2 separate regions of the Mus musculus genome follow, and region 2 is linked to region 1. The links are chromatin contacts, called in public Hi-C maps. All regions are on one chromosome and are shown on one strand. The core of a region is the stretch at or near the end of the contact, and the rest is flanking DNA. Distances in the headings are between cores, read along the strand shown. Region 1 overlaps Ropn1l (ropporin 1-like). Region 2 overlaps Cmbl (carboxymethylenebutenolidase-like (Pseudomonas)).

What was found. A called contact is a pair of places that touch in the nucleus more often than the background predicts.
Region 2: a Hi-C map of the G1E-ER4 cell line shows a contact between it and region 1, with 5 times the contacts expected there. The contact joins two enhancer-like sites. A contact is called at or near these places in 2 of 15 datasets of contacts at CTCF or cohesin (large pre-B cells and pro-B cells), 47 of 484 Hi-C or Micro-C datasets (8-cell embryo, B cells, the C2C12 cell line and 24 more), 8 of 115 datasets of contacts at active chromatin or transcription factors (embryonic stem cells, extraembryonic endoderm stem cells, fetal liver and 2 more) and 4 of 9 other capture datasets (adipose tissue, embryonic stem cells, liver and 1 more).

Annotation. Positions count from the first base shown.
Region 1 is chr15:31,434,508-31,441,625 of GRCm38.p6, reverse strand. Ropn1l (ropporin 1-like) reads left to right here. Exons shown (of 5, transcript NM_145852.2): 5 at 246-416. The coding sequence ends at 309. Among named protein-coding and RNA genes, the nearest start is that of Gm49208, 16 kb to the left of the region's middle. Within about 2 kb of position 1,690, at least 3 of the 459 cell types and tissues checked have an H3K27ac peak or open chromatin away from gene starts, as enhancers often do. A contact at or near this core is called in the G1E-ER4 cell line, where this site is marked.
Region 2 is chr15:31,584,165-31,591,193 of GRCm38.p6, reverse strand. Cmbl (carboxymethylenebutenolidase-like (Pseudomonas)) reads right to left here. Exons shown (of 6, transcript NM_181588.4): 4 at 5,757-5,899; 5 at 2,935-3,026; 6 at 1,075-1,510. The coding sequence ends at 1,331. Cct5 (chaperonin containing Tcp1, subunit 5 (epsilon)) reads left to right here. Exons shown (of 11, transcript NM_007637.3): 11 at 139-394. The coding sequence ends at 266. Among named protein-coding and RNA genes, the nearest start is that of Cct5, 14 kb to the left of the region's middle. Within about 2 kb of position 4,478, at least 43 of the 459 cell types and tissues checked have an H3K27ac peak or open chromatin away from gene starts, as enhancers often do. A contact at or near this core is called in the G1E-ER4 cell line, where this site is marked.

The sequences.
Region 1 (7,118 bases), core at 441-2,940:
CTTTGGAGGTCTAGGAAGACCAGACTGGCCGCCTGAGTGCTGGGATTAGACGTACAGCATAGATGTTTTACCTGCAAATAAACATCCATCATTGTACGAGAAAATGGAGCTGTCCTGCTCAGATCTGGTGCTTGTTGGCAGGAGTCTGGCGAAACCCAAGTGTCCAGTGTTTGAGATAATCTCGTTAAATGGCGTCCTGTAGAAGATAAACAATGTTTCTGACTGTGTGTCTGTTTCCCATCCAGAGAATCTAGAAAGAATGGCATGATAGGACTTTCGGACTTCTTCGTTGGAAAAAAGATAATATAGAAAGCCTTGAAGAGAAAGCTCTGGAAGCAGAGCATTGATACTTGTTTAATGTTGAAGCCATGCTTAGGAGAAACCTTGGCGCCAAATACAGCTTGTCATTACCTGTGTCTGTGAGTTTTTCTCAGAGGGATGGTAGGGTGGCGGGTGCTCACGGGACCACTCAGTCACTGCTGCTGACTGCGTTGTGGAAGGACTGTAAAGGTGGAGAGAGCAGGGAGCCGAGTGGGTGGGAAGTTTTCAGTGTCCAGCCCTTTCCTGCCCAGAAGAAAGACTACACAGACACTGGGCTCCTCAGTGCCAAGACACAGACTCTTGGCTCCTCAGTGCCGAGAACCCCTCCCCTCAAAGGGGGCTTCTGTGACAAGAGCATTCACAGCTGGAAAAAAATTTTCTAATTTTGATGAAATGTGTATATTTAAAAAAAACTATGATGTTGATGTTATTTCCGGTTCTTCCTCCCAGCCTCATGCTCCCAGAAATAAGATACCGACTCCAAATATATTTACAAATACCATGGCCATTGGTCTAGGCCCTTCTCTTCCTAGAAATAGCTTAAAATACCCCATTTATTCTAGCCTACACTCTGTCATGTGACTGGTTACCTGTGCTCAGGTACCATGCATGCCTCCCATCACACACTCCTGGTGAATCATCCATCCATCCCTGGCTCGCTCTCTCTCTCTCTCTCTCTCTCTCTCTCTCTCTCTCTCTGATGTCCCACTTCTCTTTCCTGCCCAAGCCAAAGGCTTTCTGACAGGTGATGCACCCATACGATACACAAGATACTCTCTTTGCACTATAACTTACCAAGAACTGCTCGAGATGTAGCGGAGTTGTTGTGGGGCTGGGGTAGAGTAAGAGAGAACAGTTTTGTTTGGGAACGTAACTTGGTGGTAGTGTTGAGCCACCACCAGCCCCTGACCTGGAGGACCACTACATGCATGCATAGGCTTGCTCAGACAACTCTATGTCAGGCCAGTCACTAGGTGCTTCATAAAATCAATTTTGGAAAATATCTCTGAGCTCTGAGACTGGAAGACTCATGTTTCAGAGAGAAAACCACAGGGCCAGGTCCCTCAGAGCGTAACTCCCAAGGCCTGTCTGTTCATACTGCATAATGAGCCGTCACCACAGGAAAGCTAAGCCCTGGGTGTCAGAGGTGCAGGGCCCAGTTCAAAGTGATTTCCAGGGTGTGTGTGTGGGGGTGTGTGTGGGGGATCCAGAGCCTGAAACTGTGTGTGTGTGATCTGATAAGGCAGTGTGTTTCTGTTTTCAAGGCACGGAAGCAGGGCCCTGAGAGCTGTTGTCTATCTTTTGGACACAAGATCTTTGTATCTCTGAAAGACCTGGTCAATATGTAGCCCAGGCTAGCCTTGAACTAACAACTTTTATCCTCCTGCCTTTGCCTCCCATATCCATCTCACCAGGCCTGGTGAGTTCATTTGAAAACTTTGTGTTTTAAGAACTTAACTTGGTTTGCTCTCCAGATGTTCAGCTGAGTGGTCTCAGGAAGGCTCGGGTGCTGGAATTGTTGTCCAGTGGTAGTAGCATATTCAGGAGGGAGGATATCAAGATGACAGGATGCAGAAGCAGCCAGTCACATCTGCAGAGATACCTGCGTATCTGTATATCTCTACCACATGAACCCAGGGAGTGGCGTTGCCTACTTCTGGGTTGGGTTTTCTCATCTCAGTTAATGTAATGAAGACACTCCCCACAGACATCCCCGCAGACCAGCCTGAACTAGAGCATCCCCAGGAGACCCTTCCCAGACGAAGCTTGATTGTGTCAAGTTGAGCAAACTAACCATCTCAGATGGCATCACAGAGTTAGTCCTCAGAGTACTGGGGCTACTGTCACTGTTGTCTCTTGTATTGGTTTAGTCAGAGGGTCTAGGTACATCAAGGCACAAGCTGGTCACAAAAATGATCCTCCTGCCTCAGCTCCCCAGGCTCTGGGATGGCAGGCGTGCTGAGATGGTGACCATGAGGTGAAACTGCAGCACGTGCCTCTCTTCACCATGCTGCAACATAGCCAGGGAGACCCTGGCCAGAAATGCCAGTGTCCAGAACCAGAAACCAAACAAACCTCTCTAGTAATGGACTAGTGTGGGGTGCTTTGTCACCTCCACGGAAAATGACAAACCCAGAGTTAGCAGTAGACATGGAGCTGAATTTCAGTCAGTACTTACTGATGGGGACACACTGTCAGGAGACTGGGAAGGCCAGGCCTGGCTGTCTTCTGGCCCCCAATGGTTTCCTGTGGCTGCTGCAACAAGCTAACACCTCAACATTCTGGTTGGAAATGAGGGATTTACCCTCACATTACCTGAGGGCCCCTATCAAAAGCAAGCTATTGGTGGCTACGCTCCCTGTGAAAGAGGGTGAGGACACAGCGCCAGATGGTGGGGCTTCCCACTTCAGCCTCTGTAGTCGTCACTTGACCTTTCTGTATTTTCCCTGGCCATGGAGGTTAGCAGAATGATTCTGTCACCCTTTAAAAAATATTTTTTATTGCATGTGTGTGTGTGTGTACATTTGTGTGTGTGGGTGCATTTGGGCGCCCGCATGCTCAGACACTAAGGAACAAACAGCATGAGTCAGTTCCTTCTACTAGGTAGGTTCTGAGGATGGAACTTGAGCTGTTGGGCTCCAAGGCAAGAGCCATTATCCACTGAGAAATGTCTTTGGCCCCATCTCTTGATTACCCTCTTTCTAAAGACCACTACCATGGAATCCAGGGGTCAGGATATATCCATAACTCTGTGAGGGATACCCTTCAGTATATCATGTCCCCCACCCCCACCCCCACTATACTTAAACCTTTCAGAAAAATGGCTAACTTCCTCTCTTCCATCACTGGACCACTCATAAGCCCTGACTATTAGAGAGCCCTTTGACATATGCCAATAGACATGGTGTCTGAGTGCACCAGGCCATTCCATCTTCTCCTGTCCCTTCTAAAATGGGCTTGTCTCTCAAGGACTCTGCTTCATGGAATGTGCTAAAAATATAGCCAGGATTACTTTAGTCAGGTATAGTAAGATAGCAGAAGTGATGGTGGGAAGAGACAGAGGTCTAGATACAGGAGGCACATCACCCACACAGGGCCACAGGGACTTTGAGGAAGCAGGAGAAAAAAGAGAGCTGTGATCTGGACCAGTACATCATTCTTTGGTGACAGGTTCCCAAGAGAGAAGTGGCCAGGGCATGAGAAGCTAGGAAAGTTTGGGATTAGGGGTGGGGGAGGGAGTCTTACACAAGCTGATGGCTCATGTAAGCAAGTTTATTAAGAGATGCAGCATCTTACAGTTTTCCTGAAAAAAAAAAAAAAGGTCATTGTCAGCAAAAGCTATTATACAATGGGACAAAGTCAGCAAGCAGCTAATCAATGTTGCACAAAGGGAACACAGGATACCTATCTCAAGGGCACAGAGACCAAGTACACACACCAGCTTTGGGACTGACGATCATAACACTGCATGGTGGGAAGAGTGGGGTTCTCAGGATCCAAAGCCACAGTCCCACCAGGACCCTGTCCCCAGGCCATTCCTGGCCTTACCAAGAATATACCAACGTCTTAGTTCTTTCTCCATACATCAGGGCCTCAGGAAAAGCCCAGGACTGCCCTAGCCCTGTTGAGCCTTGAAGGAAGGATGGGGGCAGGACAGAGACACCAAGAAAGCTTAGCGATAGATGAATGATTTCAAGGGCTCTGGGATTCAAGATGGTCCTTAGGGTATGTGGTCCCTGGAGCTTCATGGTTGGAAGGCAGGGATGACGGGTTGGTCTCCAAATCCTGGTCAACAAAGTACAGAAGATAGATGGAGTGGGACACATGCCTGTGGTCCCCCATTTGGAGGCAGAGGCAGGAGGATTCTGAGTTCCATGCCTGCTGGGCTGGATCCTGAGACCTGGGTAGGGAGAAGGAGGTAAGAAAATGGGAAGTAGTTTATGCAGGGAGGAGAGAGGGCTCCGTGTTATGGCCTCCCAGGAGCCTGGAGCTCCTTCATTCTGGAATCTGCTCAGGTCTGTCACTTTACAGAGGACCCTGCAACATGGCCCACTAGAGGGTTGCCAATATGGTCATGAGGATTTGGCAGAGGTAGCCTCATTCTGTGGCTTTTGGGGGTCTGAGGGCCAAATGGGCCTTTCTTGAGCCAGGGGCACAGGCTACACAGTGCCTCCAGAGCCAGCTCGTGGGTGCAGTCTGTTTGGTAGAATTTGGAATGATACTTGATTCCATCTGTCTTGTCCAGAGCTGACAGTGTGGGTAACACAAACCCATTGCCCTTCCTCACTGAGGCGGCCCACAGGTCTCAGAACTGCTGGCCAGGCAGGCTGGCTCAGGTCCACTTGTAATGCTATATCTCTGGACTTAGGAAGGCAGATTTGGATAGGAGTTTTGTAGACTCAAGTACATACTAGCCAATAGCCTCCAAGGTGAAATTCTGAACAAGAAGGCACTTACATTATATTTAAAGAACAATAACAATGGGGGCTGGAGAGAGATCTCAATGGTTAAAAGCATGGACTGCTGCTCTTCCAGAGGTACTGAGTTCAATTCCCAGCACTCACATGGTGGCTCACAACCATCAGTAATGGGATCTGATGCTCTCTTCTGGTGTGTCTGAAGACAGCTACAGTGTATTCATATACATAAAATAAATCTTTTTAAAAAAAGAATGACAAAACAAAAAACACTAGCCAGGCATGGTAGTACATGCATTTAATCCTATCAGACCTCTGTGAGCTTGAGGCCAGCCTGGTCTACATAGTAAGACCCTGTCTCAGAAAGAAAAAAAAAAAAAAACCAAAACTGAGAATGGTATTGGAGTAATAAGACACACCCATGCATTGTGTGGTTAAGTCAGCCCCAGGCTTTTGTGTCTCCTAACGACCTTTGCCTGTGAAGATGGGTCTTGGCAATGGTCTCCTCAGAGCTGGAAATCACATTCTATGACCATTTGGCTTGGGCAGCCACAGCAATCTACCACAGCTTGGGTGGTGCCAACAAGGTCCCTGAGGGTGGGCAGGACTGATTTTTCATGGTGCTGTGACTCTTCCTGGTTAGATGCCAACAAAAGTCTGCCTCCACCCCCAGATAGAACATGAGTTGACAACAGACCAAAGCATGGCTCCATCCAAGGCCAGCTTGGGGAACCAGTGAGGTTGCTGGGTTACCACAGGTGGGTGGTTCAGGAAAGCTGCTCCCTGGAGCTCCCTGACTGACTTTAAAGCAGCATGGTCAATTAGAAAGTCTCCTGTCCCCAGCAATTATTATAATATAACTCTGAGGAGGGGCCTCCTGAGTCCTGTAAGTTTCAAGAGCTCCTGTACCTTACATGACTCACTCACTTCCTGGGAATCTGGGAGGAGCCTCTCTCTTCACTCCAGGAGGGAAAGTTTCAATTTAACTGTTATCCTGGCTTCCCACATCTCTGCCCTTATTTTCTCTCAACAAGAGTCATGCTGGATTGGGATCTATTGTGATGACCTCTTTTGCATAACACATCCTTTTAAAGCTCTTCTGTACACATATGGTCACAATTCTGAGGTACATGGGGTTAGGACTCTTGACATGATTTTGAAAAGGAGTACAAATGAGTCAATATCACATTCCTTTATTTTTAAGTCTCTCAAACTGTTTGGCCTAACTTAGCAAGTTAGGTCATGAACTGATAACAAAGAGACCTTAGACACTACACTGGTCCTTGTCTAGTTCACACCTGAACACACATATCATCTCAAATGGTAAGCAGTTCTCAAGTCCTATGAGTAAGTGCTTATCAGCCAGGTTCAAGATAGGTTTTGGGAACATTCTTTATGGTGGACTCTAGGACTGAAGGAGGAGGAAGAGGAGGAGAAGAGAAGGAAAAGAAGGAGGAGGAAGAAGAAGAGGAGAAGGAGAAAGAGGAGAAGGAGAAGGAAGGAGGAGAAAGAGGAGGAGAAGGAAGAGGAGGAGGAGAAGGAGAAAGGAGGAGGATGAGGAGAAGGAGAAGGAAGAAGGAGGAGGAGGAGGAGGAAAAGGAAAAGGAGAAGAAGAAGAAGAAGAAGAAGAAGAAGAAGAAGAAGAAGAAGAAGAGAAAGAAAGAAAGAAAGAAAGAAAGAAAGAAAGGAAGAAAGAAAGAAAGAAAGAAAGAAAGAAAGAAAGAAAGAAAGAAAGAAAGAAAGGAAGAAAGAGTACCTGTCTGGGGCACTCCTGTCCTCCTAATGGGGGCCATCAGCTATCTCAGCAATGGATACAAAGAACCCCCCCTCCCACCACCTTGGGTCATACATCAGAGTCACTCCCATGCTCTGTCTTCATCTCTCACTCAGTAATCTGTTAGCCCCCTCTGGCCCTAGCCTCTCAGCTCAGATCCAGCCTCCAGGTGTCCTGGTGTACCAGCTGCAAGCCTTGGGCTCTCAGACGGGCTGAGCTTCCCCAGGGGTGGGAGATGACTGGTGGTGTTATTAGTAACATAATAATAAAGGAAGACACTTTGTATGTGGGCTGTGCCACCAGACAGAAGAACTGGTGAGGTAGAAGCAGATTCAAAACCCCAGGGAGTATCAGAATTGAGAACTGTAGGCGTGGAACCAACTCTCTGTCAAACTCTACCTGTCCTGGAACACGTAACCATGACACCCCAGGGAGAGAACCATGACAACTGGTGACATAGCATAAACATCTGGAGTTCTCCATGTTAATGAGTTATCTAGGCATGCACCGAGTAAAGGCAATGAGTTTCTTTTCCTGGGCATTCCTTCCTGCAAAAGGTATTTAATTCCTGCTTCATCCTAAGTAAGATGTATGCATTCACATTC
Region 2 (7,029 bases), core at 3,229-5,728, 150 kb before region 1:
CACCTTGGCCTCCCCAGTAGCTGAGTGCACAGACTTGCCTGCTGCAGTGGCTTTGTTGTGACAACACAGGTTGAAGCTACCTGTTGATAACTACATTTGTGTGTGCTCCTGGACTGAGTGCTGTGTTTTGTTTTTCAGATATGCAGTATCAGCATGTCATAGAAACCTTGATTGGCAAAAAGCAGCAGATCTCTCTTGCCACCCAGATGGTTAGGATGATTCTGAAGATTGATGACATCCGTAAGCCTGGAGAATCTGAAGAATAAACTGTACCATTTACCACTGTGACTAAATAAAGGGTGTGTCTGTTGTGCTGCGTCTGCAGTTACTGCTGGTCCTCTCACAGCTGTAGATGCTGGAATAAAAGCAGCTGTCTGGTAACTGCTTCCACTTATTCAGAGCTTGATAGAGGATTTGATCTCACAGTTCTGCACTCCTGGGATATCTTTCAGCATCCTTCATCCGCAGAACTGTAATGAAGTAGAACACAACACTACAGATACTTTTTTAGCAGCTCAGGTGTCTCGGTGTCTGGTTTTACTTCACAGTTGACAGTACACCAGTACACCAGCACCTGCTTGGCTGATGGAACCAGTGCTAGAGACTGAATCCTCTTGTTCCTCCCAAGTTTCGGACAATGGCCAGTTAGCTCAGGTGCCAGTCAGAACTGGCTTGGACAGTTCTGTGCTTTGGGCATATGCTCAGAGAGCAATTGAAGCATACGTACCTTTTTGGCTGGATGTCATAATTTGAGCCTGCCTTGGAGGTCAGAGCCCATGCAGCCTAGCAATTACCTGTCTTGGTGGATCCTGTGAAAAGTAGAACTTAGCTGATTAAGTCTGGAGGCCCTTCCTTGGCAGTGCAGTCTGCTCCCACTCCACCAATTTGATGGACACAGCAGGATGATAATCTTACATTTTCTGTTCTCCAGGGTGCTTCAGGGTGGGGGTGCCGCCAAGCCCCCGTAACCCGTGATTTCTCAGACCCATGTGGTGGAAAGATTGCCACAAGTTAAACTCTGACCTCCACAAAGGCATGTAGACACAAGTGTTTAAAAGTGAAGCTACGCATTCACAAGTTTTAAAAATCACTTTATTAGGTTGAATGTCGACACTGCTCATTAGGGGAAGTTGAATATACATAGTGACAACTGCTCTTCCTGGTTTTGTACATTTTAACACTTGAATTACCAATGTAAGGCCATATCTGAGAATCTAGCTGGTCCCTGAATTGCCCCCAGTTCCCCTAACAGTCATGCTATCATGGATAGTAAGAGATGGTTAATTATTCAGGCAAATTTGGGCAACAGCTGCCTTGTGCTTGGGTGCTGTTAGACATACTTGTTCAGCCATTCAATTAGGTTCCTCCTTGCCTCCTCGATGTAGGGCTTGTCAGCAGGGGAGCAGTCTTCTCTCTTCCGATGCACAAAGCCATGAGTTTGCCCAGAAAACGTTTTAACTTGGTAATTAACTATGCAGTGTTCTTTAAGCTTCTGGGTCAGTGTAGAAACCTAATATGGGAGGGGGTTGATATATAAAAATGTGAGGGTAATGTGACCTTAGCCCTTTGGTCTCTACAAAGCCCTAGGTGTCTAGAATTTACTCAATATGTAAACTGAGCTGGCTTCCTATTTTCCCTCCAAGTGCTGGTGGATGGCATCCACCACTGCACTGAGAAGGAGTCCTATTGCAATAGTTGACAGTGAACAGGCTCCACAGCCATTGAGTTGTCTTTAACAGTTCCTGGCCACTTTGAGGAGTTGCAGAGCATCGTAATGGCTCCTCCATATCAGCCCTAGAAGCTCTTGGATTTACACGAGCTGAGACCCAACATCTACCGTAGGTCAGAATTTTATAAGTCGTGGTGGCGTACATTTTTAACGCCTGCAGTTGAAAGGCAGATCTCTGAGGCCAGCATGGTCTGCATAATGAGATCCTTGTCTGAGAAAAACACATTCTTGGCATGCTTGAAGCTTCCATCCTCCGCAGCACAGGGTGGGGTAGGCTTTCACTGTAGCTGCCCTACTGACCATCCTAGCTTAGCCAAGCACAGCCCTTTGAGACCATTGCTCATTTCCCTAGTGACTATGGGGCTACTGGGGAGATGCACTTTGCCCCAGCTATCAACCGGAGACCATACACATGGGTGACTAGACCAGAAAAAGATCCAAATTCAAACTTGGCCTGCTGTGTGTTACTATTATCCATAGTAAAGCAAACCAAATGATTTTAAGTTTAGGACTATTGCAAATTATTTGTATTGAGATCTTAGTTAAGACTTATTGACAAATGGCCACTTTTAACTTAGACTTTCCTAACCATCTTCCTGTGCTTAATAAATCCATCTCAGGCTATGGTAACTGGTGGATTACCATGGAAACCATTCACAGTGAACAGGCTGTACCAGGAACACATACATCCTTCAGCTGCCATTCTGAACAGATCCATTCGGGGCTTAAGTTCCATCAGTAAATGTTCATCATTGGAAAACCAATAAACTAGTTCTTAAAAACTTTCTCGGCCAGGCAGTGGTGGCGCACCCCTGTAATCCCAGCACTTGGAAGGCAGAGGCAGGCAGATTTCTGATTTCAAGGCCAGCCTGGTCTACAGAGTGAGTTCCAGGACAGCCAGGGGGTACACAGAGAAACCATGTCTCAAAAAAGCAACAACAAAAAAACTTTCTCGGGCTGGTGAGATGGCTCAGTGGGTAAGAGCACCCGACTGCTCTTCCGAAGGTCTGGAGTTCAAATCCCAGCAACCACATGGTGGCTCACAACCATCCATAACGAGATCTGACTCCCTCTTCTGGAGTGTCTGAAGACAGCTACAGTGTACTTACATATAACCAATAAATAAATCTTAAAAAAAAAAAAAACTTTCTCTAAAGATGTCATGCTATGCAATTAGATATGCAAATGAAGGGCTGCCTACTCACCTGCTCAAGTGGAATCACAGTGTCATTTTCTGCAAAAATAAACAACGTTGGGTTCTTCAAATTATAAACATCTTCAGAATCTCTGATGATACCTAGAAAGAGTTGAGGGGCATTGACTTCTGCAGAAAGCTGCCTGAATTCGGTATGGTTTTGCAAAGTAGACCATGTGGTCAGAGACCTGCTTCCATGTGTTAGGGGTGGAAGTGGTATGCATGCTTTCTTGTGCATGCCCACATGGGGTCTAGTGCACCTGTGTCTGTGAGTGTGGAGGCCAGGTATCTTAAAGTCACTCCTCGTTTTCACCATAGGATCTCATTGAGCTTTGAGCTCAGGGATTTCTGCACACTGGCTGGCCAGGGAACTTGAGGAACCCATCTGTCTCCACCAGCCCAGTCCTGGGGTGACATGTGCAAAGCCTGACACACACACACATAGCAGATTTTCATGCAGATGCTAGGGATCTGAATGCAGGTCTCCATGGATAGGTGGCCAACACTTCACTGCCTTAGCCATCTCCCCAGATGTGTGTGTATTGTTATTTTTAGTAAGCCCACAGAAGCCTAGCCTATGAGATTCTGAGAATGTGCAACCGATTTAACCAGATCTTTTTACTCTGCATCCTGTTCAACAGGAACCAGGCCAATAAACTTGATGCTGCTCTCTCCTGAGATGGCTTTATACATCAGGTCGTTTTTCAAACCACCACTCTAGAACTTTCTACAGGGACCCCACATGTTCAGTAAACTAGACCGTTTTTTTGGTTTGTTTGGTTGGTTGGTTGGTTTTTTGATTTTGGTTTTTTGAGACAAGGTTTCTCTGTGCAGTCCTGGCTGTCCTGGAACTCTGTAGACCAGGCTGGCCGCAAACTCAGAAATCCGCCTGCCTCTGCCTCCCAAGTGCTGGGATTACAGGCGTGTGCCACCACTGCCCAACCTTTTTTTTTTTCTTTTTTCCTTTTTTTTAATTTTTAGACAGTTTTATAAGAAGAACAACCATTGGACCAAGTTATTATTCAAACAGGACCCCAAAGAGACAGGGTCTACGTGTCTACAGGTTATTGTATATGTTTTATTGCTCATCCTTGCCTGAACATCCTAAAGGTTAATTTGTGCAAAGTATTGTTCTGCCAGGCTTAGGGCAGCCCACTGGTGCCTTTGGTTGGAAAAAGGCAAGTCCATGCTCTGTTGGGAGAATGGGCAGGAAAGGACTAGTGAGCTGGCTCACTTGCCCCACAAGCCTGATCCCAGAACCCACATCAAGTTGTTCTCTGGCTTCCACACAGGCATTGTTGTGTGCAGGCACACATGATCAATGATTTTAAAAGATGAAAGGAAAAACAACTTTTTTCCTGCTTCCTGCCACTGTGAGAGCAGAGCTAAGTAACACACAGTGTCTCTCCTCCCTGTGACTCCTCTCCAGAAGACGTCGAGCCATTGAAGGGATATCAGTCCTCCCTGCACAACTCTGACAAAGCCAGATAATAGGTCTGGACATTCAGTGGATGTCTCTTTTTCCTGCCATAACCTGCCACTCACATGCACAGCAGCAGCCAGCAGGTGGCGCTAGAAAGGCATGCATCCAGGACCACCTTTTAATTTACCCATAGACACCATTGGCCTGAAAATTGGCTGGTCTCGTACTAGTGATTTATTGCATTTGTTTTATGTAAGACTAGCTCTCACTATGTAGCTCATGCTGGCCCAAACTTTTCAATTCTGCTTCAGCCTCCCAAGTACTGGGGTCACAAGTACCATGCCTCACTTTATCTCCTTTTGTGTAAGAAAATATTTTGTTTTGTTTTGTTTTTTTTCCTTAGTGCTAATAGAAGATGAAACACCATGTCCGGGAGTTCAAGCGCCAGATAGAAACAGCTTGTGAATGTGTAACTTTGAAAGAGCAGTCAACTTTCCTATATTTGTTTTTGGCATATTTTAGTCTGGATGCTTTTGAATTGTACATTCAGTGTGCTGTTTCTGTCAACCGATAAAGGGTTCTTATCTCATAGTAAAAACAACTTTGTTTCCTGTTGGCTAAAATGTAAATGTTGGGGCTGAAGAGATGGCTCAGCAGGTAGGAGCACTGGCTCCTCTTCCAGAGGACCCATATTCAATTCCCAGCACCCACATCGCGACTCACAACATTAAGCACAGGGGATCTGACAACCTCTGCTGGCCTTTGTAAGCACCAGGGCACACACATGGGCATGACATGCATGCCCATACCAGACTCGGGAGGCAGAGGCAGGTGGATTTCTGAGTTCGAGGCCAGCCTGCTCTGCAGAGTGAGTTCCAGGACAGCCAGGGCTACACAGAGAAACCCTGTCTCGAAAACAAAAACAAAAATCTGCTAATTAAAAAGAAAGTTAAAGTTGCTGTTTGTGGTTTGCATGCGTGAGTGTGTATGTGTGTGTGTGCGCACGCGCACGCGCACATGAGTACGCACAGACTTGTGAACGGGTGCACATACACATGAGAGGTCAGATGACAACCTTGGACATGTTCCTAAGGGAGCCTTTCCACCTAGATTTTTGAGACAGGATCTAGAACTTATCAAGTAGGCTAGGCAAAGTGACCAGTAAAGCCCAGAATATCACCTGTCCCTTTCTCTCTTAGCATGAATTCTGGGGACCAAATTCAGCATCTCACACTTGCAAGACAAGAGCTATACTGACAGAGCCATCTCCCCAGCTCTATTTTTAGATTCTGAAAACCATGCTAAGCTGGTTTACCACACGCCATCGGGTTTTGTATTGCAGCATGTGGGAGAAGCCTGTCACTCAACCTTCCCCTGCTTTCCCTGAGTAAAATGTGCTGGGCACTTACCATAGACAGACACCCCCGCCCTGATGTCCGGGTATGCCGTCATCACTTGGTGCACCACAACACCCCCCCAGCAGAAGCCCACAATGCCAATCTTCTGAGCATGACACTGTTGTCTCAGATACCTCAAGACAGCATCAACCTCCCTAGAACAGAAAGAGAAAGGCATTGCAGACAGAGCTGCCCGGGCGGACCCTCAGGGTCGCTGGTAACTGGAATGTCTCAGTGAATAGTACTTGATGTTTGTGATTTCTCTGGTGGTGAGAGCCAGAATTTCCTAGAAAGGAGCTGTGACATCAAGGCTCACTGACTGCTTAAAACTCAGTGGCTATAAGGAGTCTGGGATGTTGCAGGTCTGGAGCCCGATCACAGTTTATCTTGAGCTACCTTTAGCCCATTAGTGAGCCATTCTTTGCCCCTGTGTGTTGGCTCGAACTCCTGTAATTAGCAGATAAAGTCAAACCTATCACCCTGATAAGTAGATTAAAAGAGAAAAAAAAAAACCTTTGGAATGTATCAACTCAACAAAATTGTGTACTCCACCAATCAAAGATCTAAGAATGCTATCAGATCACATCTGGGTCTCATAGCTGAGATTACTCTGCTGCAACCGCCCAATTAATGTTTCCACCAATGTCTTTGGAAAGTGTCTTGATTTTGAATCTGTCTTTGTTCTGTTACTATAAAAAACAACAACAATAGCAACAAGTTCATGGTAGAATGTAGAATTTGGGGTAAACTAAATCTCTGCAGCTTGTAGCTGACCAATCAGAGAAGCTTATAGCTAACCAATCAGAGAAGAGCAATCTCCTCATCAGAATGAGTTTTCAGGATGGACTACAGAGCCAACGGGGTGGGGGATGATGCTCTCCAGGTTGCTGGGAGAGAGGCTATGGACCAATGGGCTGCCGCTGAGGTGGGGACTTTCCTGAGGATGAAGCCAGCATACAGGAAGTGGGGCAGAGCTGTGATGGACAGATGAGAGCTGGGCCACTTCCCACTTGATCCCAAACTACTTTCTTTGGTTCTATAAATCAATATCTCTTTTAACTGCTGATCCACTTGGGATAGGTGTTCTATCACTTGCAACCAAGGACTTAGGTGGACACAGGACTTTGAATTCATCACTTCTAAGGAAATGAGCAGCTGTGCTTGCTGGGGCAGTGTGGCAAAGAGCATGTATCAGCCTCCATCCTATAGTGTGCTGGACCAAAACTCTTTCCCATCATGCTGTTGGAAGGACTTCATCTAGAGCCAAGTGAAGTCATGGTGGGGG